Linked DNA regions of Mus musculus: regions 2, 3, 4, 5 and 6 are each linked to region 1. Evidence: chromatin contacts called from public ChIA-PET, Hi-C, HiChIP or PLAC-seq and promoter capture Hi-C data. All regions are on one chromosome and are shown on one strand. The core of a region is the stretch at or near the end of the contact, and the rest is flanking DNA. Distances in the headings are between cores, read along the strand shown.

What was found. Promoter capture Hi-C pulls out the DNA fragments that hold promoters and counts their contacts. Hi-C and Micro-C count contacts between places; a contact is called where the count stands out from the background. ChIA-PET counts read pairs in DNA pulled down with a chosen protein or histone mark. HiChIP or PLAC-seq counts read pairs in DNA pulled down with a chosen protein or histone mark.
Region 2: a contact with region 1 is called in a promoter capture Hi-C map of hippocampal neurons, with 3 times the contacts expected there. The contact joins the promoter of Mab21l3 here to the promoter of Tspan2os in region 1. A contact is called at or near these places in 9 of 39 promoter capture datasets (the 3T3-L1 cell line, 3T3-L1-derived adipocytes, cranial neural crest and 5 more) and 1 of 115 datasets of contacts at active chromatin or transcription factors (bone marrow-derived dendritic cells).
Region 3: a Hi-C map of LSK cells shows a contact between it and region 1, with 4 times the contacts expected there. The contact joins the promoter of Slc22a15 here to the promoter of Tspan2os in region 1. A contact is called at or near these places in 3 of 39 promoter capture datasets (the SN4741 cell line, hippocampal neurons and second pharyngeal arch cranial neural crest), 1 of 484 Hi-C or Micro-C datasets (LSK cells) and 5 of 115 datasets of contacts at active chromatin or transcription factors (bone marrow-derived macrophages, embryonic forebrain, fetal liver and 2 more).
Region 4: a contact with region 1 is called in an RNA polymerase II ChIA-PET map of memory CD8 T cells, with 12 read pairs. The contact joins the enhancer-like site here to the promoter of Tspan2os in region 1. A contact is called at or near these places in 4 of 39 promoter capture datasets (hippocampal neurons, liver, pre-B cells and 1 more) and 3 of 115 datasets of contacts at active chromatin or transcription factors (large pre-B cells, memory CD8 T cells and thymic regulatory T cells).
Region 5: a contact with region 1 is called in an H3K27ac HiChIP or PLAC-seq map of embryonic stem cells, with 2.9 times the contacts expected there. The contact joins the enhancer-like site here to the promoter of Tspan2os in region 1. A contact is called at or near these places in 2 of 39 promoter capture datasets (embryonic stem cells and hippocampal neurons), 5 of 115 datasets of contacts at active chromatin or transcription factors (embryonic stem cells, stem cell-derived neural progenitor cells and trophoblast stem cells) and 1 of 9 other capture datasets (embryonic stem cells).
Region 6: a promoter capture Hi-C map of second pharyngeal arch cranial neural crest shows a contact between it and region 1. The contact joins the promoter of Vangl1 here to the promoter of Tspan2os in region 1. A contact is called at or near these places in 12 of 39 promoter capture datasets (the 3T3-L1 cell line, the SN4741 cell line, cranial neural crest and 7 more), 1 of 484 Hi-C or Micro-C datasets (embryonic stem cells), 4 of 115 datasets of contacts at active chromatin or transcription factors (craniofacial prominence, embryonic forebrain, embryonic stem cells and 1 more) and 1 of 9 other capture datasets (embryonic stem cells).

Annotation. Positions count from the first base shown.
Region 1 is chr3:102,733,244-102,737,808 of GRCm38.p6, reverse strand. It overlaps Tspan2os (tetraspanin 2, opposite strand), which reads left to right and starts at 2,392. Exons shown (of 4, transcript NR_040588.1): 1 at 2,392-2,581. Tspan2 (tetraspanin 2) reads right to left here and starts at 3,039. Exons shown (of 8, transcript NM_027533.3): 1 at 2,744-3,039. The coding sequence starts at 2,812.
Region 2 is chr3:101,833,931-101,838,495 of GRCm38.p6, reverse strand. Mab21l3 (mab-21-like 3) reads left to right here and starts at 2,273. Exons shown (of 7, transcript NM_172295.4): 1 at 2,273-2,575; 2 at 3,232-3,502. The coding sequence starts at 3,254. Gm33381 (a long non-coding RNA gene) reads right to left here. Exons shown (of 3, transcript XR_003954538.1): 3 at 3,077-3,693.
Region 3 is chr3:101,922,038-101,926,602 of GRCm38.p6, reverse strand. Slc22a15 (solute carrier family 22 (organic anion/cation transporter), member 15) reads left to right here and starts at 2,150. Exons shown (of 12, transcript NM_001039371.2): 1 at 2,150-2,571. The coding sequence starts at 2,485.
Region 4 is chr3:103,383,727-103,388,291 of GRCm38.p6, reverse strand. No RefSeq gene overlaps it. Among named protein-coding and RNA genes, the nearest start is that of Gm25869, 41 kb to the left of the region's middle. Within about 2 kb of position 2,196, at least 61 of the 459 cell types and tissues checked have an H3K27ac peak or open chromatin away from gene starts, as enhancers often do. A contact at or near this core is called in memory CD8 T cells and thymic regulatory T cells, where this site is marked.
Region 5 is chr3:102,157,448-102,162,012 of GRCm38.p6, reverse strand. It overlaps Vangl1 (VANGL planar cell polarity 1), which reads left to right. Exons shown (of 8, transcript NM_177545.5): 8 at 3,516-4,565. The coding sequence ends at 3,776. Among named protein-coding and RNA genes, the nearest start is that of Gm16160, 44 kb to the left of the region's middle. Within about 2 kb of position 2,747, at least 75 of the 459 cell types and tissues checked have an H3K27ac peak or open chromatin away from gene starts, as enhancers often do. A contact at or near this core is called in embryonic stem cells and stem cell-derived neural progenitor cells, where this site is marked.
Region 6 is chr3:102,202,374-102,206,938 of GRCm38.p6, reverse strand. Vangl1 (VANGL planar cell polarity 1) reads left to right here and starts at 2,246. Exons shown (of 8, transcript NM_177545.5): 1 at 2,246-2,427. It overlaps Gm16160 (a long non-coding RNA gene), which reads right to left and starts at 3,099. Exons shown (of 3, transcript XR_375921.3): 1 at 2,669-3,099; 2 at 1-1,138.

The sequences.
Region 1 (4,565 bases), core at 1,143-3,642:
AATCCACTATAGAGAGTTAGTTACTCAGTACCTGTGTTGGGCACCATTCTAGGGGCCAGGGAAATGAATGTAAAAATAACAGAAAAAAAAATCCCTGCTCTCAGGGAGTGGGCAATGTTAGTGGGGGAAAAAAGCCAAGTCTGAGTTGAGAGGATAGTGTATAGCTGTCCACCAAAGAAGTCACATGCAAGTCACTTGGCATACACAGATACTGTTTGCCAACAGTCAGGACACCAGGAGAAAGACAGATACTAGTTACTGAACACTTCCTGTATGCCAGACAGTTAATAACAAGAATAACAAATAACTTCAAGCCCCTACTATATAAGGCTGGCTTAGGATACATCACACACGTCCTCAGCACAACTCTGTCCATCTAATTGAACAGATGGGAAGGCAATCCTGGAGGGAAAGCACGCTGGCTCTGGCATGGAGGGAGAGCACACTGACTCTGGCATGGAGGGAGAGCACACTGACTCTGGCAAGCCCCCTCATCTAAGCACACCATGCTTTGGATCTCTGCCCTCAGACCCCCCCTGGCTTTGCCTCTCGGATGGCTCACAATCCTTTGCTCTGCTCCTCATCTGGTGGCTTCCCTCTGCCCACCTCCGTTCTCCCAGGTTGAGCTCCGATATCTCTCAGATGAAGTTGTTTAGGGTCCTCGCTGGTACTGGGATTGCTTTTCTGAACTCTGTACTTAGATCACATATAGAAAAGGCCATCTCCAATCTCAGTGACAGGCACTCAGACTTCACTGGAGTGCTACTTCATCCCTGCGCTTGTGACCCGGGTGTGAAGCTTGTCACTTGGTCACCCTGCCTTACTTTGTTTTTGTTGTTCTCTGTGGGCTGTTCTCTTAGCTGTAGTAGCAGCTTTGGGAACAGCATCTATCTAGTAGTTGTTTGATGGTGATTCTGAAACATGCCCGTGGGTTCAGATTACCTGGATGCCTTCTAGAATAGCTTGCTGGGCTCCTCCCCAACACTGTCTGATTCAGCGAGCCGGGCTGAGTGAAAATATATGTTTCTGAAAATTCCCCAGGGAGCCCTGATGCTGTTGACCCAGGAGCCACATTCTGAGGACAGCTGGGTGACTGAACCTCCCACAGGATGAAGATGGAGGAGGCAGCCTTTGAGTCCTGTCTCTGCCACTCAACAGCTGTGGGACCTATCTGATCCCCCACGTCTTCGTCTATGAAGATGGGGATGCCCTGCTTGCACATGCGCACTGTCCCTAACCCACTGCAAAGGTTTGATAAGTCTGGAGAAGCTGGCACAAAATAAGCACTAAACCCAGCCTGAGAGACTTCCCTCCCTGGCTCACACAAAGTATGTTGTAAGCAGTGAGAGTAACGGGTGTCACTGCAACATGGCACCTATAATTAACAGCCTTCGAAATTAAGCCAGACTTATAAACAAACAAACAAACAAACAAACAAACAAACAATACAGCACAAGGGCGCTCAGAAAGTCTTCTTCCTGGAGTGTGATGGGTGTAAAAGCCAAGTTGTACAAAGTCTATATGTATTTTTAAAATACAGGGGATGTCCCCAGGTACTGCCTCCAGACTGTCCATTGCTAGCCAGTGTTGGTCATGGCCACGCAGTCTCTGAAGAGCTTAGAGTTGCTGGAGTCACCCAGGCTTCAGGGCTGATGGGTTGGTAGTCACAAGTGAGGCCCATCGTTCAATAATTTATTACTTATCGTCCATCCAGCCTCCTCAGAGCAGATGGGACAACCATCGCGGCCAGTCCAGTGGTTTCAAAGCATCCCAAAGCATCTCTGCTCCTGCAGTTACCCACATCCCCTGAAGCGAGACTCGTGTCTTCCCTCAGGGTCTATCTGAGCAGCTACACTGGCTGGCATTCTGTTACTGGAAGGCCAATAGGGACTGTGCAGAATGGGCCTCTGACCGTTTTCCAGGGCTCGGGAGAGAGTATTCCAGGGATGGTACACCTCTAACTATGCCCTGCTAACACAGTAGACTGGGGCCATGGCACTCTCTCTGGCTGTCTCTATGCATCTCTACCCAGGGAATGCTGCCAGGTCTACACCACCCTGCAAAGTTGAATGAGATCATTTCAAGAGTACTGGTTGTACGCAGGGACCCTAGGGGGATGTTGCTGCTCTTCCAAAATCCCTCCATTTTCCAACCCCTCGTAAAAGAGCACCCACCACTGCCCACCCAGAAGACCCCCCCCCCCGCCAATGCCCAAGAAAAGGACGATCTTCCCCACTCTTTCAATTTTCTCTACTGTCCGTTATTTTCCCAACAAACCACCAGAGCCAGGCGGCGTGTCCGCACACTCTTGGTTGGGGCGCCACCCCAGGCAGCCCTACGGTAGGGATTTCCCTCCCAGAGCCTTGGCCCGGCCGCCGGGTTCCCCAGAGAAGGCAGCGCGAGAAGTGGGTGTGTGTACACAGCAGGATGCAGGGAGCACGGGCCGCCAGGCCCCCAGCCCTCGGAATATTGGGGCCCGCTAGATCCCCGCACCTGGCGCCACCCGCCGGGCGATGCCGCCGAAGATGATGGCTTCTTTCGGGGGAGCATCGCACCGTGTCTCCTCTTCTCATCACCTCTGGTAGCTCAAGCTTCTCTATGTCCTATCCCCCTCCATATGTCCCCTCCCTCTTTGTCTGCTTAGCGCCTCTGAACATCCTGCCCTCTCCTATGGCCCAACTCTATTGCGGTCACCTCCCCGGGGACCCTGGCCCCCTAACCGGCCCGCCGGTTCGGGTCTCACCCAGAACAGCAGGTTGAAGCCGAGCAGCAGATACTTGATGCACCGCAGGCCCCCGCGAAAACGCCCCATGCTGCGACCCCGGCGGCGGGCTCCCGATTCCCCAGGCCCGCGCCGAGCCCCGGGAGCGGCGGGCGCCGGTGGAGGGGCGGGGCGGGTTGGGAGGGGCGTGACCTGTGGGCGTGGTCTGCGGGCGGGGATTTGGTCGCGAGCGGCCAGCTGGCTGTGGCTGGGGCGCCCTGGGGTGGAGATCCCGGTCCCACGCACCCGCTCCGGCCCTTGGAGGTAGCACCACCTTCGTCCACGCTGGTGGGCTTGGGCTCCTGTAGCTATCCGAGCATATGTGCGCCCACCCGGAACGCGGGGTCCATTTAATCAGTGCCGGGTGCCCAGACTCCCTTGAGGCCCTCGATGATGGTTGAAGTTATCCTGCGTGTCTATGGAAACCTAGGGAGGTGACTTCAGATGGTAAAGCTAATAGGATCGGTGAAGCCGGTAGAGACTCTGTGGTGAGGCGCCAGGCAGAGTGTCCAGGGCTGCAGTTAAGCAGAGTCCTGCAAGCGCCCAGGCCGCGGGCGGAGGCCGCTGCTGGGGACCCTCCCTCCTGCCGCTGCGTTCCTAGAGGACTGTTACCTTAATAGGCAAGAACTGGGAGTAGGCGCGCCAGGCGGAGGCCCTGGGCCCTGACACTGCTTCCCACCCTGCCCAGTCCAGCCCACCAGATCAGGGAAAGGGAGTCAGACCTCTCACTCACATCCTGCTAGGTTTGATAGATCGGGGGCCTTGAAAGAAGTCCAGATTCTTAGGGTCTAGACTGAGATGTGTAGATCAGGGAAAGGGAGCGAGTTCTGTTTTGCTTTGTTTTTATTAAGCTAGGCGACTGGTGAAGAATCGGGCATTCACTTCAGTTGACTAAGTGTCTACAATATGTGGTGTCAGACGGCACGGGGGAGACAGGAAAGTGTAAAATCAGGGAGCTTGTGCATTAATTTAGCAACACTCTAAGTGCCAATTATAGGCCAGGCATAGTAGCAAGCCCTGGGGACACCAGAAGAATGCCAGGCTTGCTATCACATCTTTACTGGAGGGCACAGATCTGTAAGCAAATTTTTGGAACAAGGTGAGGTGGGTGGGCTAGGAGCTGGGCAAGAGACTGCTTCTGCCTTGACTAAGGAAGGCTTTTCAAGAAGACTGGACCTGATCCTAATTTGTAAAATAGGTGTCAGTAGCTGGGCAGTGGTTGTTCACGCCTTTAATCCCAGCTCTTGGGAGGCAGAGGCAGGCAGATTTCTGAGTTTGAGGCCAGCCTGGTCTACAGAGTGAGTTCCAGGATAGCCAGGGCTATACAGAGAAACCCTGTCTCAAAAAACCAAAACCAAACAAACAAAAAGGTGCCAGTAGAGAGAGCAGGGGGTCAGGGGAGGAAGCAGAGGAAGTACAACCTAGCCTGGGAGCAGGAGTCAGAGAGATGGCCAAGGTGAGGGGAGTCAGGAGCTCACCAGAACAAATCACAGAGGGCAGGCACTTGACTAATGTGACACATTACCCCATTATCTTGGGGCCTCTCTTTCCCATCTCAGTATGGAGATTGTACAACCTGCTTCAAAAGAGTTGTGAAGATTAAGGAGTTAATATATGTACAGTGAGATCAGTGAGGCACATGAGATTATGATATAAGGTAGCCAGGACCTCACCAACCATTCATTCAATTTCTTCCGTGTTACAGTCAGGCATATTTCCATCTTTGAAAAGCTAGTGAATTTTATTTATGAAACTGAGAAGGCAAATGAAAGTGCTGCTTCTGGTAGTAACAGTGAACTGGAGA
Region 2 (4,565 bases), core at 1,024-3,523, 900 kb after region 1:
CAGGAAGGCCCTCTGCCTTCGGCGAATAAAGCAGGTTGCAAAAGAAATCTTTATTCACCTGATGTGATTGTCGTCTCCGAGGTTTGCTGCCTCTGTCTGTCAACCTAGGCCGAGTCCCGGAAGCTTCTAGCCTCTCTTCAATCTAATCTAGGCCTCTGAGAGTTACTGCTGAATAAGCTTCCTGGGGTCTGGATGGCTTGTTCAACTCAGCTGTTCTGGCTCAAATTCCTCTCCAAAAATGACGGATTCAATCTGACTTCTCTGAGCCTCTACCTGAATTCTTCTGTTTGGCCTCATCACTCAATTAAACATCACTTTCAAGATGGGTGCTTCATGCCTCAGAGTGAATATTAGGTTTGACTTAAGGTTTTTGAAAACCTTGAACTGGCTCAGTTAATAAGCTTCTTGTTTCAAAATCATGAAGGCATGAATTCAGATCCCCAGGGCCCATGTGAAAACCTGGGTGCAGAGGCAAATGCCTGGGATCCAGCAATGGGAGGCAGGGCCCAGAAGGCCTGGAAGCAAGGGACAAAGTTCCTGAGACAGTGAATGACTCTGTCTCACAGAAAAGGTAGAAAGTACTTGAGGGGGCTGGTGAGATGGCTCAGTGGGTAAGAGCACCCGACTGCTCTTCCGAAGGTCCGGAGTTCAAATCCCAGCAACCACATGGTGGCTCACAACCATCCGTAACAAGATCTGACTCCCTCTTCTGGAGTATCTGAAGACAGCTACAGTGTACTTACATATAATAAATAAATAAATCTTTAAAAAAAAAAAAAAAAAAAAAAAAAGAAAGTACTTGAGGACTGACATCCAAGCTTGTCCTCTGACCTCTGTGTGCACACACAAGACTATAAATAAAATGTTGTGAATACTTTGGAAAGCAGACATTAAACATGTTATTGGTCCTCCAAATCTATTACATTTATCTATCTATTATTTCTATGTATGTGTGGATGCACACACGAGGCAGTTCACTCTTTCCTTCTACCATATGGGTCCTGGGAGGTGGGGAGAAATCGAACCCAGGTCCTCCGGCTCGGTGGCAGATGCTTATCTCTGCTGAGCCATCTCACCTGCCTGGTCCTTACAGATTGAATTGGGCTAAAGCTGGTTTCCATTTTTCAAACTGGCATGTTATAAAAAAAATGAGGATTTCTATTTCCTGAGGACGGAGGAAAGCCTGAGTTAACTAGGTCCCTCTTGGTGGCCTGGCACAGTGCTTCAGGCACACCCTTACCCAACAGACATTCGCTGACCTGTTGTCCCATTAACTAGAGATCTGTGTCTGCCGGTAAAGCCTGTTTTCCTCAGCCTGTCTGATAGGAGCTGCCAGAGCCTTCATCTGTGCCATAGCCCTGTGCTGTGGAACCTTACCAGTGCACTAGGAACCAGGCCATGCTACTCTAAGCTGTGTTCACACAACACACCAATCTTCAGATGTGGCTCTCCTGGGAATACATCTACAGGCAGCTGCCCTGAGTTCACAGTGCCTTTCCTTCTCTGGGTTCCTCCTATAGTTCAATTATTCAGAATTCCCTCTCCATACCTGGCAAGTATCTTTCCATCTTGGAGCAAGAGAAGTTTCCAGATACAACACTTGAATCTGTAGTACTGAGTGACTGAGACGGGACGGTGTTAGAGCAAGAATAGTGAAGGTGTGGGCATTTAATTCCAGAAACCCGGGGCAACTTTATTGTTATTGGGAAAGACCCTGCCGTAGGACAGGGACTATGCAGTAGTGATTCCAGCAAAAGCAGAAGTTAGGGTGAAAATAAAAGTATGTGTGTGGGGAAGGGAGTGAGTGTGGGGGTGGGGAGACTTCAGCAGAGTTGAAAGCAACATGGAAAGAGAATTCCCAAAGGCAGATTAGGGGGTAGAGCTTCTTGTTTCACTAGTGAAAAGCTGATGTGGTAGATTCGGAATGATGACTATAGTAACAGCAGTCAAGGGACAGAGATTCCCTTACCATTTCAGAGCATGTGCCGTAAAGAGAAGGGGATTTCCAGGACACGGAAAAGCAGGTGGAAAGTCAAGGCAGTCAGCGTGGAGGGGGATTCTGGGGACCTTTGTGGATCCTCAGTTTTTCAGGACTGGTATAAGACCTGGGATTGGCAGATGAAGCCTGGAGAAGGCCGCCCCAGCGCCTGGAGGAGGGAGGTGGGTGGGGTCTGATGTGGCTCTCCTTGGAGCTGTCTGGGAGGATATGCAAATTTGGGGCCGCGGGAGAGAGTGGAAGGGCTGGATTGGCTGCGGTTGAGCATTGAGGAGGCTGGCTTGGAGAGCTGCCTGTTTGAAAGCCTTGCTCAGACATGAACTGGACTGCCAGCTCTGTTGTCTGTCAGTCTTTCGGATCAAAGACGGTGATACTCACGAGCTTTAGGGAGATAAGGCTGCTGGGATATTTTCCCTCCTGGAGTAAAACTAGGCCCAACCAGTCAGACTGGGAACTTATTGTCGGTTTTCTAGGATGAGTTTTACTGGTAAAACTAGATGTGTCCTAGACTCTTAAGGGGCCTGTTTATACTGAGTATATTTTGAATGCCAACGTCCAAGTGGGAAATCACATTCTAAGGTCAGCAGGTGAGAGGCAGGACTCTCTGCCCTACTTTTCTCTGCGTGTATCTACCTGTTTGTATCTCTCTCTCTCTCTCTCTCTCTCTCTCTCTCTCTCTCTCTCTCTGTGTGTGTGTGTGTGTGTGTGTGTGTGTGTGAGAGAGAGAGAGAGGGGGGGGGGCAAGCTTGCCTCTGTATACACAAGTGTCTCTGTGAGTTCATGTATGTGTCTGTATTAGTGTGTGAGCGTGTGAGCTTACCTCTATATACACAAGTGTCTCTGTGAATGCATGTGGTGTGTGTGTGTGTGCCTGTGTCTGTGTGTGACTATGCGAGCATGTAAGCTTGCCTCTCTATACACAAGTGTCCCTGTGAGCTCAGGCTTTTCTAAATGTCACTCCTGGCCCTCATCTGATTGGCAAGCCTTGTGCCGGGCATGATGAAAAACCAGGCGGCTTGTTTGCAATTTCTTATTTGTTTATGGTAAGGAAGTAAATCAATTGCAGAATTTTCAGGAGTGGAGGGCCAAGGGATATTTACTGTCAACAAGGTAAGGACGGGGAGATGTAAGGTACTGGGCACCAAGGTGCACCTGGTGCCAGGACAACAGGATAAAGAAAAAAAAAAAAAAAACAGGATAAGTTCCAACTCGTTTTCATCACGTCTCCTTTTTAGTCTTTCTACAGTTCCCTGAAAGATGGCAGATGAATTCTTCCATGCTGGAAAGGAAAACTGCAGTGAGCAGGCAAGAAGAAGTCAAGTCTCTGGTCCACGTTCACAATTCCAGAGAAGTTTTATCCAGAGAGTAACGTTGCTGGGAAAGCTACCCACCAGATTTGTCCTCCATCGGGAAAGAAAGCAGAAGGTTGCTGCTATACTGGGGGTTGACCAAGAAGCCATGAAGTCTCTTCCAGAGGGAGACTTAGACCATTGCCTGCTGAGCAAGGTGAGCCAGGGCTGGCCTCTCCTGGGCACACCCTCTAACTCTCCATCCCATGGCCATTGATCAGAAGGAATCCCCTGCTTCTGGAGGCCATAGATGCCTCGTTCTCAGGAACTCAGGGTGGCTACCCTCAGCACCCTGAGGAGGTCCATATGGCCAGTTAATTATCTGAGCCTCAGACTTCAGACTTCTTTCTGTAAAATGAGAATCTGAGTGGGATTACTGGGATATGAGTAGCCAGGCACAGGCACGGTGACAGACATGGGGATCAGAAACTGAGAGTATTTTGGTCTACATGAATCCTTGCCTCAAAAACAGCTACAAAACCAAAACACAACAACAACAACAAAAACCTACAAAAAAACCCAAAACCAACCAAACAAAAAGAACTTAAGACAATGTTTGTTTGTTTGTTTTAAAACTACAAAACTGATAGTTTTTAAATATTGTTTGGGGGCTAGAGAGATGGCTCAGCAGTTAAGAGTATTAACTGCTCTTCTAGAGGACCCAAGTTTGATTCTCAGCATTACATGGTGGCTCACAACCATCTGTAATTCCAGTTCTAGGGAATCTAATCTCCTCTTCTGTCTCCAGGCGCACCAGGCACATTTGTGGTGCATAGACATGCATGTAGGCAAAACACTTATACATGTAAAATTAAAACAAAATCTTCAAAAAGTATTACTTCATTTGTAAGCTGGGCATGGTGGAACCTACCTTTAGTCCCAGCACTCAGAAGTCAGAGACAGGCAACTCTCTGTTAGTTCAAAGGCCAGCCTGGTCTATTGAGTGGATTCCTGATTAGCTTGGGCTACTATATTGTGGAACCTTGACTCAAGAAAAAAGGAGAAAGACAGACAGGAAGGAAGGAAGGAAGGAAAGAAAGAAGGAAGGAAGGAAAGAAAGAAGGAAGGAAGGAAAGAAAGAAGGAAGGAAGGAAGGGGAAGAAGGAAGGAAGGGGAGGAAGGAAGGAAGGAAAGGGGGGAAAGAGGGGAAATAGGAATATGGAGAAAGAGAAGGGCTAATTTCAGTTTTAGGCTCTTTTGATGTTAGACTTTATAGGGAC
Region 3 (4,565 bases), core at 901-3,400, 810 kb after region 1:
AATTACAATACCATTACAAAATACTGCTTAGGAGAACTGGTAAATCAGGGTAAATAGTACTTAGAGGATTGTATACCCTTTCACATAATCACTCTTTACAAAGGAGATTGTAACAAGGTGCAGTAGGCTGGCTAGCCTGCTCTCTCAGCCTTCTAGAAGACAAAAGCAGGAAGATCAGGAGTTTAAGGATAGCCTTGGCTATATAACAAATTTGAAGCCAACTTGGGATACAGCAGTGCTTATCTTAAATAAATCAAAGATGGCTAGGGAGAGAAAGTGTTGAAAGCCAACAAGCTATAAACACTGACACTATCTAGCTAGTAAAAGAATCACAAAGTAACAAAGCTAAACAAAATATATATAAAAAAAATTCCAAAGTCTGCGAACTACAATTTTATATTCAAATATTTTCTGTGTAGAAAAAAAGTGGGAAAAATGCAAAACAAATAATGAATTATTTAATAAATAACTATGTAACACTAAACAAAGTATGTCATAATAAAAATAACGAAAAGTGGGGTGCAAATACAGCCAGATCATGGTCTAGGAGGGCAAAATGAGCAAGTTTATTCCCAAAACAGTCGTAAATAAAAATGGAAACATTTTTAGAAAAAAAAATAGTAAAAGTTCTTTAATAAGAAACAAAGCTGAGTGACCCCTCTCCTCCCTGCCCCTCCCTCTTCTCACAGAGAGCACTGCCTGCCAAGAAAGCTAGACCATATGGTTAAAGGGAAGTCTTGCTGCTTTATCTTTGTAGTCCTGGCTGCCAGGGATCTCATTCTGTAGCTGAGCCCAGCCTCTGCTTCCCCAGGGCTGGAATCAAAGGTCTGTGCTGCCTCTATGGCTGCTGCCACCACCACTGGCTTAAGCACTTCCAATTCATCTTTTGTGGCCACCACACTGGCTGCTTCCAACCCTGCCATAGTCAACATTGTATCATTTTATTACAATAATTAGGTAGATGACCACTAAAGGGCAGTTATAAACAGCAGACATAATTAATGGGAAATTGTGGAAGCACAACAAGAATGCTTGCAAGACAAGGGGACCTCCTGGTCATCCATTATACTCTGTATTATATTCAGGGGATGGTTCGTTTTAACGATCAAAACCTAGCCTCGGCTGGGAAGGAAGTTCCCATTCACTCAGTGAGGAGCAGTCTAGAGTAGGTTGGCCCTGGACATGCTTCTGAGGGAATTTGTTTAAAAACTGGGTTGTTAGAAAGCCCCCCCCCCCCATATGTGTGAGGCCATTTCATAGGTTGGGCCCTAGTCTGAACGAATGAGTGAGGGAACTAGCTGATCACTGGTGAGCGCATCCATCACATCACTGCCCTCTGTTCTTGTCTGTGGATGCCATGTTACTAGCTGCTTAAGTTCCTGGTGCCTCGACTTCCCAGCAATGATGGGCTCTGAGAGAAACTGTGAGCCAAATAAACTCCACCCCCCCCCCCGCCCCCAAGTTTCTTCTGTCATGCTATTATCACACCAACAGAAAGCAAAGGTAAACTTAGCGATAGTTTAGATTAGTAGTTCTCAACCTTCCTAATGCAGTGACTCTCTAACACAGTTCCTCGTGTTGTGGTGACCCCCTAACCATAAAAATAATTTTTTGTTATTGCATAACTGTAATCTTGCTACTGTTATGAATTGTAATGTAAATATCTGATATCTGACCCTTGTGAAAGGGTCTTTGGTCCTGACCCACATGTTGAGATATGCTGGTTTAGATACTTGCAATAGTTTAAAAACAAAACAGGATTAGGTGTGGGGCCACTAGTAATCTGTCCCCACACTTCTTCAGCCCTGTGCCAAACTCCATTGACAGACCTTGGCAACCATGACCCCCTGCCCTTGTCCCTTGTCCCTTGTCCGTGGGCCTAGTGGGCACTACTAAGTGGATGTCTCGAGGCGCGGAGCTTACATCTGACCCTGTGTACCTAAAGCAAGACAAAGGAGGAAGGGGACAGATGCCTCCCGGCCCTCTTCTCGGAAGGCTCTAGAGCTCTGAGCGCCCCCGCATTCCACCGCTTTGTGCGAAGGGGCGAACCCCGCGGGACACGGCGTGGAGCTGCCGGCCCCTCCCGTGAGTCGCCCTGGCCGCCCGCGCCGCACCCACTTCCTCTTTCCCTTCCGCGCGCCAGCCAACCGCTCGCCAAAAATTCCTGTCACTTCTGACAGGAAGCGGGGAGGCCGCGCCGGGGCGACCAGCATCGCATCTCCGCCGCGACCCCGGACCCGGTCGTCTGCAGGGTCCCGCCTGCGCCTGGGCCCCAGCCCCGCCCGGTTCTCCACCCCCGGCTCGGCCCAGTCCTCTGTCCCCGCCTCGGCCGCGGTCCGCCCGGTCCTCCTTCCCGGTCCCTGCCGCTCGGCCCTCCGTCCCCGCCCGGCTCAGTCCTCGGTCGCTCCGTCGCCCGATCTTCAGCCACCGCGCAGCCAGGTCCTCCGTCGCGGTGGCGGCCGGGTCCTCGGGCGCGAGCCCGCCATGGAGGTGGAGGAGGCGTTCCAGGCGGTGGGCGAGATGGGCCTCTATCAGATGTACTTGTGCTTCCTGCTGGCTGTGCTGCTGCAGGTGAGTCCCCGGCTCCCCGCGGCCCCCGGGGCGCTCTCAGCTCAGGCTGGCCCCAGGTGTGGCGCGAGAGCGCAGGGAGGGAGGGGGCGGGCGGGCGCCGCGCGGTGGCGGGCCAGCCACTGAGCTCTCCCAGGCTGTCACCCAGAGCCTGGCACTGACACTTCGCCACCAGAGCTAGTTGAAAGATGAAACCCATTACCCGGGATCAAAAGGATTCGGCACCCTAACCCCTTACAGAGTGAGACAGAGAAAGCATGGACAACCTGCCCACAAAAGATCAGGTCTAGCTAGTATGGCCTCCTTCAGCCCTCTCTGAGATTGAGGGAGGCTTCCTATTAAAGGGGCTTTCCATCCACGGGAATTTATTTCTCTCTAGTTAAAGTTCTACTGGGTTATTAAGCTCCGAGGCCAGCTTTGGTCTAGGGAAATGATACCATCCACACAGTGTGGTTCATTGTATTGAATTCTCAGAAACCAGCTGCACACCTCAACCTAAAACTCTTGATTTTAGGAGTCCTTGGGCTCTTTAAGAGGTTCATTCTTGTAGTCCTAGCACTATGGAAACTGAGGCAGGAGAAGGATGGCTCTTCTTCTAGGCAAATTCAAAGCCAGCCTGAGCAGCTCAGATTGTCCCTAGGAAGCAGGTCAGTCAGTGGTAAAGCCCTAGATGTGCAAGGCTCTGGGTTTGATCCCTACCACCAGGGCCAGAAAATGAAGCTAGCTCCCTGTCCCGGAGGCTTGCAATCCTGGGATGAAGTGGTCTGTGACACTGACACTGTGAGGCTGACAGCTGAGCTAAGTAAGTTAAGGTATTATTGCAAGGGAAGTACTGGCTGGCCGCGGTTATAACCAGAGCCCACAAGTTGCTTCAACGTTGTGTTGATGCTGCAGCAGGAAGAGAGGCAGTAAGGTAAAACTTAATCTACTGATTCTCTTTCCCCATTAAAATCTTCAGTTGACTTCAGCACCAGGCAGAACATCGGTTCAAGTGGTGATACTTGGAAGCCTTTCTCTTAGCAGAGTAAGAATTAGTATAGAGAAATAGAACTGCAACTGCAATGTCTGGTCTTCATGTATAATGGTTTCTTTGACAATATTCCATCTAACCAGGAGTTCCAAGTATATATCCCCTCTCCTGGCAATCCTTTTGGCCACTTCTCTGCTCCACTTCTTGTGTTAGCATCTTATTTGCCTAGCCAGGTGGTTGCCAACTTAGAATCAAATCTTGAGTGTGGCACTGAGAAGGCCAGTATTCTGGGTCAGGACCTGTTAACTTTCCTGGGCTTTTATCACCTCGTTGCCAGCTGGAGATGCAGGGCCTTGCGCTTTTTATACGAGAGCTTTACTGCTGACCTACACCTTCTTCCCCTCCCTCCCATGCTTTTATTAATGGCTGACCTAGTTCATTGTAGTTTGTTAAGGAAGAGTTCCAAGCCCATGATCTTTTTGCTCAGCAACTGTTGGTTGATTTATGGTCACCATTTGCCAAGTTTTCAAGTGTTATTGGCAATGGATGGTTGTTTATCTTGTAGGTGTGGGCTGTATGGGTTGCCGTGTCCCTGCCTCCACCTGAGTTCCACGGGAAGACGACTTTATAATTCGATGTGTCTGAAAGGATAGCTGATTCTTCTGAAGTCCCTGCTGTGGAGAAGTGATGAGGGTCACACCGTAGCGTTATTGAAGACCTTACTGTACTATAGTCTAAGTCCAGCCCATTGCAATAGAAGAGTTCAGCCATGGAGAGAACCTGCCGTTCTCACTGCCTGCATCCGCAGTGAAAAAGATGCCTCTGATCACAGGCTTAAACACGTGCAAGAAGTCAGAGCAGATGAAGGAAGACCCAGATGAAGGAGCAGTTGCAGGCCCAGCTGCTGTACTGCTTGACCAATACTTGACAGGGGACATGGAACACCGAAGCACCCACCCCAACATTTTGAGCACAAAACCAAAAAGAGCTGCCTTTCACATTCACACCCCCTCCCTAGATCTTGCTT
Region 4 (4,565 bases), core at 947-3,446, 650 kb before region 1:
GCTGGATAGTGGTGGCCCACGCCTTTAATCCCAGCACTTGGGAGGCAGAGGCAGGTGGATTTCTGAGTTCGAGGTCAGCCTGGTCTACAGAGTGAGTTCCAGGACAGCCAGGACTATGCAGAGAAACCCTGTCTCGAAAAACAAAACAACAACAACAAAAAATTCACACCAATGGACATCTAGGGTTATAGATCACCTGACCCAAGTGTGACCCATCATTGAATTCTACTCCACACTTGCACATTAATGAAAAATAAGTGACAAACAAAATATCAGGTGGCTTCAGTGATGATGGGGGCCTCAGCAACAAATGGCAGAAGCACCACTCAGGAATACTATCCTGGCTCTTAACCATTTTCCTTTTGGGGGAGTGGGTTCAAAACAGGGTTTCTCTGTATAATCCTGGCTGTCCTGGAACTCTGCTCTGTGAACCAGGCAGGCCTCAAACTCAGATCTGCCTAGCTCTGCCTCCCAAATGCTGAAATTAAAGACAGGTACAACTATCACCCAGCTAAAATTGTAATGTCCTAAGTGTCATTGGTTGCTGTTTGTTTGTTTTGTTTTGTTTTGTTTTGTTATGGGGGGGGGGGGTTGGTTGGTTTTGGGTTTGGGTTGGGTTTGGATTGGCGGGGCAGGCGGGGGGGGGGGTTGGTTTTTGGTTTTTCTAGACAGGGTTTCCCTCTGTAGCCCTGGCTGTCCTGGAACTCACTCTGTAATCCAGGATGTCCCCAAACTCAGAGATTGCCTGCCTCTGCCTCCTGAGTGTGCCACCACTCCCAGCTCCTGTTCGTTTTCGAAGCCTGGCTGGCTAGGTCTGTAGACGCCATGTACTGTCCAAGGCTTCCCTAAGACAGCTCCTTCCCTAATTAAGTCATCCACGGCTGGTCTCTGATGTGTGTACTCAAGGACCCAAATAGTAAAGAATCAACAAGGGCTACAGGGAATTGGAGGGCTGGCTGGAAGATTGGATTTTAGAGAACAAGGCAGTAAAATCCAGCTAAGATTCAAGGAATCTGGCAGCTGCTGGCCCTGGGTGGTAAATTGCTAAAATTAAATTATCACTTAGAGTCACCTGGAATAAAAAAACCTCATTCAGGCAAAACGTTGAAGGCCATATTGCTACTCACACAGAGCAAAATGAAAAGCAGGAGTCACAGGAGCTGTTGTGAGTGTGACTTCTCCTACGAAGACTGGATAGATGAAAAAACGAGAAGTTTAAGCCTCTCTTTTCCCACCCGGAGATTTTCCAATAATGAGCAAAACCAACCTCTTCAAGCACAGCCAGGCTTCAACACCTGTTGAATTGATACCCACCCCGCCTTCCAGCTGCGGTGATAGTGGGTCACGTGGTTCAGGGAAGACTGTGACTCCAGAGTCTACTGTAAGGACACTTAACAAGATCTGAAGGACTCAAACTTCCTGAACGTTGAAACACCTGTGTCCTCTGCGTTCGCTTCTGACTAAAGTTCTGTCACTTCCTGCGCATGCGTCCTTGTGGGAGCACTCAGTCTCTTCTCGGTCACTCCCTGCGCATGCGTCCTTGTGAAAGAGCGCAGTCTCTGCTCTGTCACTCACTGCTTTACAGGTTTCTAAAGACAGTCAGACACCAATGTGGCCGGGAAGCAGAACTCTGAGCTTGTTATTACAAGAAAAGTTAAAGGCCCATCAAAAGACTGTCTGAGCCAGGCTTGTGCCTGCAATGCCAGCCCTCAGGAAGCTGAGTGAGACAGAGTCTTAAGTGAGGTCAACCTAGAATATTAGGTGACTCTCAACCATCTAGAACTCCAGTTCTAGCAGCTGATGCCCTCTTCTGGCCTCCGAAGTCACTGCATGTATACACACGGTACATAGGCACACATGCAGGCAACGCCCACATACATAAAATAAACTAAAAGCTAAAGAAAGATGGTTCTGGAAGAAAGCCAGCCAGACTGCAAAGATGGTGGGAGAGAAGCTCTTCTGAGGACAGTATTTTCTCTGCCTAGACCAGAGTGTGTGGTGTGGTGTGTGTGTGTGTGTGTGTGTGTGTGTGTGTGTGTGTGTGTGTGTGTGTAAGGCACATGCCATAGAAGGGAGTGGGGAGCCTCCAGCCTTAGATAAGTACATCTAATCGCTTAGCTGTTATGTATGTTATGTTAGCTATGTTATGTTATGTAGGAGGACTGTCTGAGAGCAGGGAGTTGTCCTATGTCTATAGACTGACTCAAACCTCTTCAAAGTCTCTGTGCAAAACAACAGCCACCACCATCGCCACCACCCCACCCTGGCCAAAATGAGCTAAGGTGCTGACTTCTGCCCACCACTCCCTCCCCACCACCTACCCCTCAAGATAAGCACCATTAAATTGTGGGTGGGTAGGAGGAGGAGCAGATCATGATGCACAAAGGTCTTTAAGCCAGGGCCAGAGTCCTCAGGCTTAGAAATCTATGTTCAGACTCAATGGGTGGCAGCTGGGACCAAGCAGAACCAAAAAGACCTAAGTCTAAGACAATACTAGCCTGGCCTGACAAATCTTGGGACTATGAACCAGGCAGTCTCTTTGCCTAAAATGGAGTTGAGACAGCCTCTGTGGGGTAGGTCAACTGGTAAACATCTTAGATGTGGTAGGTGTCAGCCCCTGAACCTTCTTCCTGTGTATGAAGAATTTGCCACAGGATGGAGGGCAAGAGGAAGAGCCCCTCCTTCCGCCAAGGCCCGTTCTCCCCCCGACTCTGTACCCATAGCATTTCAGGATGTGACACAGAGACATAGGGACAGCTCAGGTTCCACCCAGCCACTCTAGTGTGGCCCAAGATGGGAGGCAGTGTGTTCATTGAGGGACCAGCAGGTCCTGACCAGCTGGCCCTTGTGGTATGTCCCTGGAGAAGTGTCTAACCATTGTGCTTCCCCCACACTCCTGTGCATTCTCCTAGCCTGGTCTCCAGCTTGCCTGCCAATTCTGGACAGACCTAATATCATTCCATTAAATTCTTTTTGCTGCCTTGGTCACCCAGCCTGCTGCTGCCGCTGCTTAGATAAGAAGCGCCACTGGGGCAGTCAGCACAGATGCGGTTTGAAGTTGTGCCTGTGTGGATATGAAGTAAGCTGCAGAGAGAACCCCTGGGAAGGAGGAGACTGGGGTGGGGGAATCTATAAAGGGGAGTAGTGGGAGCTGGGGGTGTGCCTTGGTGGGGGCAGGGGGAGGAACAGCCAATGGAAGACACAGGAAGTGAAGAGACTTGAATACCAAGAAACGCAGTTCAAAGCTCACTATCTGAAACTGGAGTTATTCTGTTTGTGAATAAGGCACAAAGTAGGTCAGTGCCTTTCACACATGCCCTGAGCGCTGTAAGGAGAAAGAGTGACAGGGAGTGGAGATCACAGACGTGGGAAATGTCTTTGAGTCAACTTCATTTCTTCTCATTCTTCTATTGTTTTCTATTTTCATATGTGTGTGGAGCGCATATGTATATATGCATGTTTTGCCTGTATGTGTGTAAATTTGCATGTGTGGGTGCATGTGTGGAGGTTTGTGTAGAGATTCGAGGTTGATGGCAGGAGCCAGCCTCCATTGCTGTCCTACAAGGCAGGGTATCTCAATCAAACCCAGAGCGCTCCCAGACAGCTAATTCTTGCTAGTCAGCTAGCTTTGGGGGATCCCTTGTGCCCACCTTCCATGGCTGGAATCACAGAAGAGCCACCATGCCGGCCCAGCTTTTATGTGGGTTTGGGGGAATCTGAACGCTGGTCCTCACATTTTTTGTGACTAACATGTGAACCTCCGAGCCATTTCCTCGGCCCTCAACTTCATTGCTTGATCTATTTTCTGAGCAGTTGAAATCTTCCAAGGTTTCCCACTAGCCATCATCATATTCTTGAAATTCTTTTCATTAACAATTATCCCATTTAGATTATACATCGTAAAGATGGCTGACTGTGAGCCAGGTCCTTCTATCCCAGCAACTACAGAACCGCAGCGGGAACTTTCCTTTTGTTATCTTTTTTTATTTTTATTTTTCTAATCCAATTGTCTGTTGGTGATGTAAATGTATTCTTCAGTTAATTTTTAGTCTGACAGATTTTATCAAGTGTGATCTCCTCATTGTCAGTTTCATTTAATGATCTTTAAAATAATTTAGGTACAGCCTGAGGTTTTTTTTTTTTTATTTGTTTCCCCAGTAAGCAGCCTTGTTATGTCGAGAGGAGCAAAGACAAGACTGACATGGGGAAAAGGGACCTTGAATCAGAGAAGATTCCTAGGTTCTGTTGTTCAAAAAGAACACCCCTGTCTGAAACAAACACCCACTGTGTGGGGAGCCAGTGAAAACATCTTAAAAAAAAAAAAAAAAAAAAAAACAAAACAAAAAAAAAACTACTGTGTGGAAAGCCAGTGTAGCTTAAAAATGCTAAGACTCTCCTCCAGCGCCACAGCCAATCCTGTCTGAAAACACCCCTGACTCTGCACACAGTCCTTGCAAGGGAGTCCTCAATGCCTGTGTCTCCCTGTGCATCACCCCATTCCTAGGGCCACTAGGACATCAGACTGTGGCAGGGAGGGCAAGCACAGCCCCTGACTCCGGCTGACC
Region 5 (4,565 bases), core at 1,498-3,997, 580 kb after region 1:
ATGAACTTTTCGCCTCAGGACAGTGCCCAGGTTTTCGGGGCCTGTCGCTTATTACTACTGGAGTGGATGTAGCACTATAACAGAGGAAAAAAATCCCACCTGGAACCAGTACAGTGTAGTGGTGAGGGTGGTCAGGAAAATGTGTACACGCTTAGTATGACAGGAAAGTGTATGTACACACTCAGTGTGACAGTGAAGCATGTGTACATGATCAGTGTGACAGGAAAGTATGTACATGCTGAGTACATGCTAAACTGACCCATTTTAACCTGGGCCCTCCACCAACTGTCTTGCTGTACAACCTTGGACAATTAGCTTCTGGTACTGTGCCTCAGTTTCCTAACCAGTGAATTGAGGATGTTCTTCATACCTCATGTTAATTCATGTGATAAAGTCATACCTATCATTTGATAAAAGTCTGACTAAACAGCTGTTGATTTTTGGCAGAAACGATGCCACCATTTTGGATGTTGTAGACTTTGTTTTTGGATCGTGGCTTTAGTACACTGTAAGGGATAGATGTTGCAGTCATCAGCAGTGTAAATAGAGGACTGGGGCAAAAAGAGAAAGGGTGGGCACAGTGGGTATCATGGTGGGTTCGGATTCTCGCCCATCCATTCAGTTGGTTTGTAGCTGTGCACAAGTTTTTCTATAATGATTCCTCCCGTATGAAGCAGGGATAGCTGCCTGACAGAGTTGTTGTGTGAGGGATGATGATAAGAGAGGCTATAAGCATGTAAGTCTCATGGAAGCATGGATGACCTTGGCATTCGTGCACAAGTGACATCCAATCACCTTTCATCATAAGGACATCTTACTCTTACACTTCTCACAAGTACTACCAGCTTGGGAAAGCCATGCAGAAATAGCCATGATAAACTGTAAGGCTTTTCATTTCTTTGATTCAGTCGTCTCCCACCCAGGAAAATATCCAGCACAGCTGTGTCCGTAGTCAGCTCGGGACCCATCTGTGGAGTCGGCTAGCCATGGATGGAAACATGTATCTCTGCACTGAGTGCATACACATGCACTCCTGTCATACTAAGTGCATGTTCGTGCTTCCCTGCCACCCTGAGCATGTACACACGTTCCTGTCACTGTCCACTAAACAACACAGTGTAGCAGCTACTTAGCATCACAGTGGAGTAGGTGCTGCAAGCCATGTAGAGATTAAGCATTCTAAAGTACACGGGTAACTGCAGGGTACATGCAAACGGTGAGCCCGTTTATATGAGAGACTTGAACATCAGATTATAGTATATAAGGGGCATCCTAGAATCAGCTTTTCAATTAGTATCTGTATGTACAACTCTACATTAAAGGTAGGTTGCCCACCCCCAGAATATTATTCTGTGTAACTTCAAACTGGAAATCGTTTACAAAAGCAAGAGTGTCTAGCATGCTGTGGTATATCATCTGTTGCAATGTGGGTGAACACTTGAATATTTTGTTACAAAAGTCCACATACAACAGGTTGCAAATAGAAAACTATTGTCCCCTTGTGCAGAGGAATAGCTTCTGTCAAGGAGAAGGGACCGCTGGTTTCCTATCTCCAGGGTTTCTTAAAGTTGTCTGATATATTCCCGTTTCATTTTTTAAATGTATGCTTTCTTGGATTTTTATTTAAAAAAGAAAAGTCCAATGTAGAAAATTATGTTTTCAGCCAGCTGTGGTAGATTATCACCGTAATCACACTGCTTGGGAGGCCAAGGCAGAAGGCTTATGGATTCAAGACCACCCTGTGCTATGTAGTGAATTCTGGTCCAGCCTGTGCTACCTATCAGAAACTTTCTCAGAAACAAAACAAAAACAAACAAAAAAACAACCAATCAAACAAGAACAAAACCAAAACCGAAACTGGAGCTGGTGAGACGGCTCTTTGGATAAAGGTGCTTGCTGCCAAGCCTGAGTTCAGGCCCCAGAACTACATGCTGGAAGGAGAGAACTGACTCGGGAAACTGTTTTCCAGCACACACATGCCATGGCATGCATAGGCGTGCACACACACAAACTCAGAGAGAGAGACAGAGACAGAGAGAACACAAAGTAATTAGAACCCCCACACTATCAACAAAACCGCACTCTGCCCCCACCCCCCACTCCTTCCAGTTCGGGCTGACGTGTGTTCTCTTAGCTGAGTCTGAGTCTAGCTTTTAAGGCAGAGATGCTTTAATACTAGACACGCCTGCGTTTTGGAAGCCTGCTTTCTTCACTCAAGGTTTCTTGGATCATTCATTCCATACACTCAGATCTGACTCACGCAGCTTTCACTGTGAATAGCTGCTCCCGATTCCACCAGATATGTAGATTTGCCTAACCACTTGTCTGTTGGTGCACCTTTGAATTAAGTTTCACTGGTCAAAGCCAGGGGTTGGCTGTTTCTGTGACTCCGATTTCACTGGAGCACAGCAGCGCTTTCTTGTGTGCCTATCACCATGGCTACAGCTGCTTGCACTGCCCGGCAGAGTGGAGGAGTTATGAAAGAGGATTGCTTGAAACCCAAAAAGGTCCTCACCTTGGCCTAGGACCAGATGGCTACATGCCAGTATTTTTCAATTTATATTGTCAGTTCATTCTTTCTCCCAACCAAACTGATGTATGTATTTAATTCCATGCCAGGCACATTAGAAAGTCATACTTTAAAAAGTGGAAGACAGGGTTGACGTAGTTCTTATCTTCTACAAGTTTGAAGCCTCGAGGGGAGGAGACAGCAAGTCAGCAGAGTTCAGGAAGTGAACTATGGCATGACGTCATCGCCAGGGGTTTCAGGAGCTTTGGCAAAAGAACACGTTGATCCATCTGAGGGATAGTGTAAGATGTGAAGGTCTAGGAGGGATTTCTGGGACAGCTCTCAGCAGGAGGGATGGCACATGAAGATGTAGTGGAATCAGAGAACTTCAGTCTGCTTGGTGTCGTGTCCCTGGAGCAAGCACTCAGGAGAGGGGACGTGGGTCTGGCCATACGGAGCCCTAGCCACACATGCATCAGTTCTGCATGACAGACAACACCCACAGTGTGCCTACTGGGAGTGCTTTGTGCACCTCTTGGCAGCTCAGTGGGCGAGGTTGAGAGAACCGGGCAAATGACTGAGCAAGGTCACACAACCAGCAGGTGGTAGAGCCATGCAGTTTTGTCTGTGCGGTTGTCCTTGTCTGTCTGCCCAGGATTCACTGACTACGTCTCTGTTCCAGGCACTCAGCCTGCCCTCGGGGATTCTTGGCTTTAGCAGGGAGGGAGAGGTGCCCGTGTCTTCAGGTGGCATGTTACATCAACAGTGGTAGCCAATCCACTTCCCTCAACTCACCCTCTGATTGTAAATTGCCAAAAGAAAATTCCGAAGCCCAAGGAGTCTTCCTTCTACAGAGAGGGTCTCGTGGGCCTTCAGCATGAGAGGCTGAACTCTAGTCTAAGGTATGGGGTAGTTGGGTAACATTTTCTAGGGAAAACAAGATGGAGCCTAGCTATAACGCACAGCAACCCTTGTAACTTCACCAATGTTCTTCCTTGGCTTTCAGGCTTTCCTTGAACGATACCTCAGTGCGGGCCCCACCTTGCAGTATGACAAGGATCGATGGCTCTCGACACAGTGGAGACTTATTAGTGAGGAGGCTGTGACAAACGGGTTACGGGATGGAATTGTTTTCGTCCTTAAATGCTTGGACTTCAGCCTCGTGGTCAATGTGAAGAAAATCCCATTCATTGTACTCTCAGAAGAGTTCATAGACCCTAAATCTCACAAGTTTGTTCTTCGCTTACAGTCTGAGACATCAGTCTAAAATTTCTATACTTGTGGCTTTATGAAAAACAAAAGAATATATAAATATATATATATATATATGTCCAGGAGGAAGTTCTTTTATAAAGATTTTTTAAAATTCTTCAATGCTGACTCAAACTGGCAGAGGATAGACCAGTATCCTTCGACCATCTGCACTTTATTTGGAAGGAAGCAGGAGATGCCCACCCCAACAAGTGACTGTTGGCATCTGACTTTAATAGATGGGACTTCTGAAGAAGCTGTTCCCTGGAGTTTCTGTGACAGCTGTAAACCAAAGTGTAGCTGCTGTGTGTCCTTGGGAGCCTCGCCTTACAACTGGTCCCTGCCTGTGGCCCAGTACCACACCCGCCTGGACTTCTGGTCTACCACCTCATAGATCCTAGGGGCCTCACTTTATTCTGCTTCAGGAAGCCAAACACTACACACCCACTTGCGTGTTTGTGCATGTAGTTATCCACATCACCACACCACCCTGGGGAGTGGTGGGCAGTACAGGAAATGTCCAACCGCCTGAGTTTTTAATCATTTGTTGCCTTACATTGCGAAGAGAAAGAAACTGATAGGAAATGTGCACTGCCGTTTTGCAGCTGTTAAGTGATTGGCTTTCCATTTTCCCCTGAGAGAGAGCCTACCTGCCCTGTTTTTGGCCCTGCTCCTCTGTTGGCCCTTCCCTAGCCCTGGGATTGCCTACCTGGGCTTCACTCTAACGCCCACTCTCCTTAGCATCTGGACCACAGCTGTACATGGTGGGCAGCCTGGCCAGGCTAGCTTGGTCCTCCAGAGATGT
Region 6 (4,565 bases), core at 997-3,496, 530 kb after region 1:
GCAGGATGTGCAGTGCGTTCCAGATTCCCAGCTTTGTGAAGTGCCACCCATGTTGGGGTACGCCTTGGTGATGCAGCTGTCTTTGAGTCGTTTCTGCTCCTGGAGCCTCTCTAAAACTCATTGGTTCACCACGTTGGACTTTGGTGGTATCCACACTTTGTTCTGTCATAGGTTCCCTATCTGGGGTGAACAGATGTGTGTGTCGCATCTCCCCAGAAAAAGTTTTGTCATACAACTGTTGGGTCTTGGTAGATAGGGTGGATCATAGCAGGTAGAGCATTACAAGCCTTGGGGGAAGGAGGGAGGGACGGAAAATATAAGACCAGGAAGCTGCTGTTGCACGCATGGAAGGTAGGCATGTTGACATTTGGAAAAGAACCCAATGCATAGTGTTGCTCTTCCCCTATGCAGTTTGAAATAAACGGATTAGCAAAACAAGAGAGTAGCAGGTGGTGCCCGTGGAGTCACCTGAATTATTGATAAAGGTGTAGCTGGGGGAGTCAATGTCAGATGAATGGCTAGTAGTGCTGAACAGCTCTGCCACAGGTAGCTCGCTCTATCCAGTGCAACGCTCGGTTGCACGGACCACCACTCAGTGTCTGAATGCCTTCAGTTGAACTTTTCAACTCTGAAACTCTAGTTCATGGGGTAAAAACAAATAGTAGATAGCACTTTGACGTGAACTCATCATTTATAATATTCTGGGTTATCCTTCTCCCCTGACCCCTCTCAGAAGCATCACATTATAAGGTTACTTAAATCACCCAGAGCAAGCTGGAATGCCATTCCATGAAAATTCATTGTGGGTCTTAGTATTACACAGGACTCCTGGAGAACCTCACACTTGAACTGGGATGTCTTGCTCTGCTTTACGTGTGAAGGTTCTAAGTGGTAAGGTGAATGGGACTCCGTTTCCAGACTTCTTTGGCTTTCCCACCTTAGCAGCTAAGCATGCCGGGCAGACAGCTGGATTTACCCGAGGAAACGGGATGCTGGACTCTAGATCTGCTCTCCGGAGTCATTTAGAGGCTGCAGTTCAGGTACATGCAGATGGTGGGGTCATTGGAGTCTGGAGGCTAGGAGTGTGGAACATCGTCCTGCCACCGTGAACATCTGGGTGTACTTAGAAGGACGTGGCCTGGATGGTGGAGAAAATGGAATATAGAGGAGTTAGGAAAAAGCAGACAGTAAGGACTTCCTGAGGCTACAGGTTCCCAAACAAGGCTACTTCACAAAGAGCCTGCATTTTCGCAAGGCAAATCACCCCCAGCATTCCTGCAAACAAACTGCAGATTCAGCACTTCCCGCTGTGCGTGCCTTCGCGGGAGCATTTTGTCATGGCAGCTATAGATCTGTCATTCTGGGCATGGATTCTATGACGACTAAGAAAGAAGGGTGAGAATATTCACAAAAACAGTTGCCAACTGTTCTGCACTTTCTAATACTAGAATTTCAACCCTTCAAGGACATTAGAGTCCTCACCACTATCCAGACAGGGAAAGGAAGCTTAGCGAGGGAAGTGGTCTCAATCGGTCTGGAACTTTTGGCTCCCTGCCTTCAGAGATGCGCTCTCCTGGTAGTTTCCAGTAGGCAGGCATGTCTGCTCTGGTAGAAGAGGAGCGGGGAGAAGCTGCTGTAGGACTGTGGGCGTTGGTGGTTACGGGCTGGGTCATCTCTTGAGCTACATTGGAGTTTAAGTGTATTATGTGTGCTGAAAAATGTATGAGTTGGGGGAGGGGTAGAAATTGGTTCTTGAGCCATGTGGATATGCGGGTTGGAGCTTTTAATGATGGCAAACAATGAGGGCTTGGATTTTATGCACAATTGTAAGTGTGTGTGTGTGTGCGCGTGCGTGTGTGATCTTGGGGGTATGTTGGGGTGCTGGGTGGAGAGACATCAACCCCTGCGTCATGTATTCAGGAATTCAGGATGAAATTTGTTAGGCTGTGTGCTAGTGGGTCCACTTGGGAGGGGAGATGTCAGTCCCTGGCCAGGCCGTGTGTGTGTGTGTGTGTGTGTGTGTGTGTGTGTGTGTGTGTGTGTTCAGGATGAGATTTGTTAGGCTGTGTGCTAGTGGGTCCACTTGGGAGGGGAGATGTCAGTCCCTGGCCAGGCCGTGTGTGTGTGTGTGTGTGTGTGTGTGTGTGTGTGTGTGTGTGTGTGTGTGTGTCCCCGTGCCCCGCCCTCCGCTGCAGGTGGGCCGGGCCGGCAGCGGGGCCCGCAGCGCTCGCAGCTCTTGGCTGGCGGCCGCGCCGGGCTAGCAGGGCTGGGCTGGGGCTGCGGGGCGGCGCCGGGACAGGAAGCGGAAAGCAGCAGAGACCAGCGGCCGCGGCGGGGCTGTGCCTCCACTGCAGCCCAGCGCAGGCCGCGGAGCCCGGGCGCTGCAGCCGAGAGCGCGGGCGTGGAGCGCGACGGGCCGGCGCCGGGGTGAGTCCCGGGAGAGGCGGGCGCGGCGCGGCGCGGCGGCTCGAGACTGAGCTGGGTGGGAGGTCAGGCCAACTGCGGGTGTCCCTGCTCCCCAGCAGTCCGACTGGGGTCCGGGCCCTCGGACCGGGAGACCCCTGGGTTCCTCCGGGTCGAGCTCCCCGAGACGCGGGTCCTTCCATCCCTGCCCCGGGCTCTCTCCGCTCCATTCCAGTGCTCGGAGTCCTGGGGCAGCCTGCGCTACCTCGGACTTCTTTGCCTTGTCTGGCCTTCGGAGTGCGCCCCTGAGTGCGCGTGCCGGGTGGTGGCCAGGGAATGACGGCGTGTCGGAGGCAACCAGTGGCTGGACGCGCCTTGCAGGGCAGAACGCGATGGGGGTCCCCGCCAGGACCCGGGGTCAACTGGCCGGTTTTCCAGCACAGGAACGGAGCTGGCTCGTGTTTCTCACTTCGCTTACAAAACCGCAGCCCGGGAGGCCTGGGGGGCGCGGCCAGTTGCGCATCGCGGAGCGCAACAGGCAGGTAGTTTACTTTCAAAAGCGCCGGGGCGGAGCAGAGGCGAGCAGCCAGTCCCAGCCAAAGGAGGAGTCCCTGTCCTGGGCAACCTCGCCGCACTCGGGCAGCCTTAGACACCAGTCGAACCTTATTTCATCCTGCAGCCATTGAACTGCCCCGAGCAGCGCGCCCAGAGAAGTGTGAAGCTTTATAAAAATTTAAAAGCGTCGGTGGTGGAAGCAGGAGTGGGGGCGGAGCCGTAGCCTGGTGGGCTAAGTGATGAGGAGAGGAGAGTCGGAGCCGGGCAATCTCAATTTTCATGTCTCCAAACCGGGTGTGATGCCCAGATCGCGAAGATGAGCTCCTTCTGAAGTTCATGGAGGGGTGGCAGGGGTCTTTATTGGCATGGTTGTGTGGTTGGTGCGTGCGTTAGTTTGAACCCGTTTGAGGGGACTGTGGTCAGGAGTGCGCGCGCCCTTACAGGCGAATTCCAAAAGTTAGCTGTGAAGACTAGTGTTTTCACTGACGTGTTTATACGTTTTACGGGGTTTGCTGAAAAAATATTATAAGTTATGTCACCAATCAACAATACTAATTAGCCTTCTCCTTCTAGTGGGCGTGTTGATTACACAGCTCCTAGGCTCTGTAAGTGCCATGGCAGAAACCGTCGGAGCCCAGGGAGGCATAATTAGCCATTTTATGTAACCACTAATTAGAGTTTTTAGAATTGAATTAAATCAGTGTGATATGGTTGGGGCTTTGATGTGTGGGAGGAAACTGTTTTATTCTACATTTCAAAGCAATATCCAGGAGCATTTAGCATTTCTAAAGGTTGGCGACTCCCACTATGAATAGCCAAAACTCCCAGTGTGAAATTTTCAGGGATGCAGTTGCTGACAGTGTCACTTGGTGGCAACTTCATTTGTAAGTAAAATGAAAGACTTTGTGAGTGTCATATTTTTGAGACTGCCTGCCAAGTCTCAAAAAAGTTGTTATTGTCTTATTTCTTGAGCAATAGGATGAAACCATACAGGAAATTGAAAAGTTTCCTTACCAAGTAACAATTCCATGACAACCGTCTGTTGAAGAATTAATGTGCTGAGTGTGCCAAGTACTCTTTATCCCCCTGATGTATACCCAAAGGCACACCTTGCATTGCGTCTGATGTAGTTTGGATTGGATGGGGGCCTCATCATGCTGATTAATAATCATAGGTCTCACCTGGGCTGGAGGCTGTTTGAGATTAATTTCCTTTCTCCTTAAAGTGACCCCCCCCCCAAAACACACACACACACACACACACACACACACACACACACACACAGTCTCCCTTCTACTGAGCCTATGAGTAGGAGTCGAAAGGCAGGATTCTTTGTGAGGTTATGTGTGGCTTGGAACAATTCACTATTGTTGCCTGCCTCTTCTCTAAGTAAACAAACAATCCTGGTAATTGCTACATAGCTTTCAGTTTTCCATGGCTCTCTGAAGGTTAAAGCCATATGGGGGCACTTGCTTGTGTGTGTGACCTTGTCCCCTTAACTGTGCCATGACATTCAATTTTGCCTCCCTTAAAGACTTGTTCTGAAGATTGAGCTATTTTATGCAAATGACTTCAGTCTTAATCGCCGCCATATCTGTGGAGTGAGC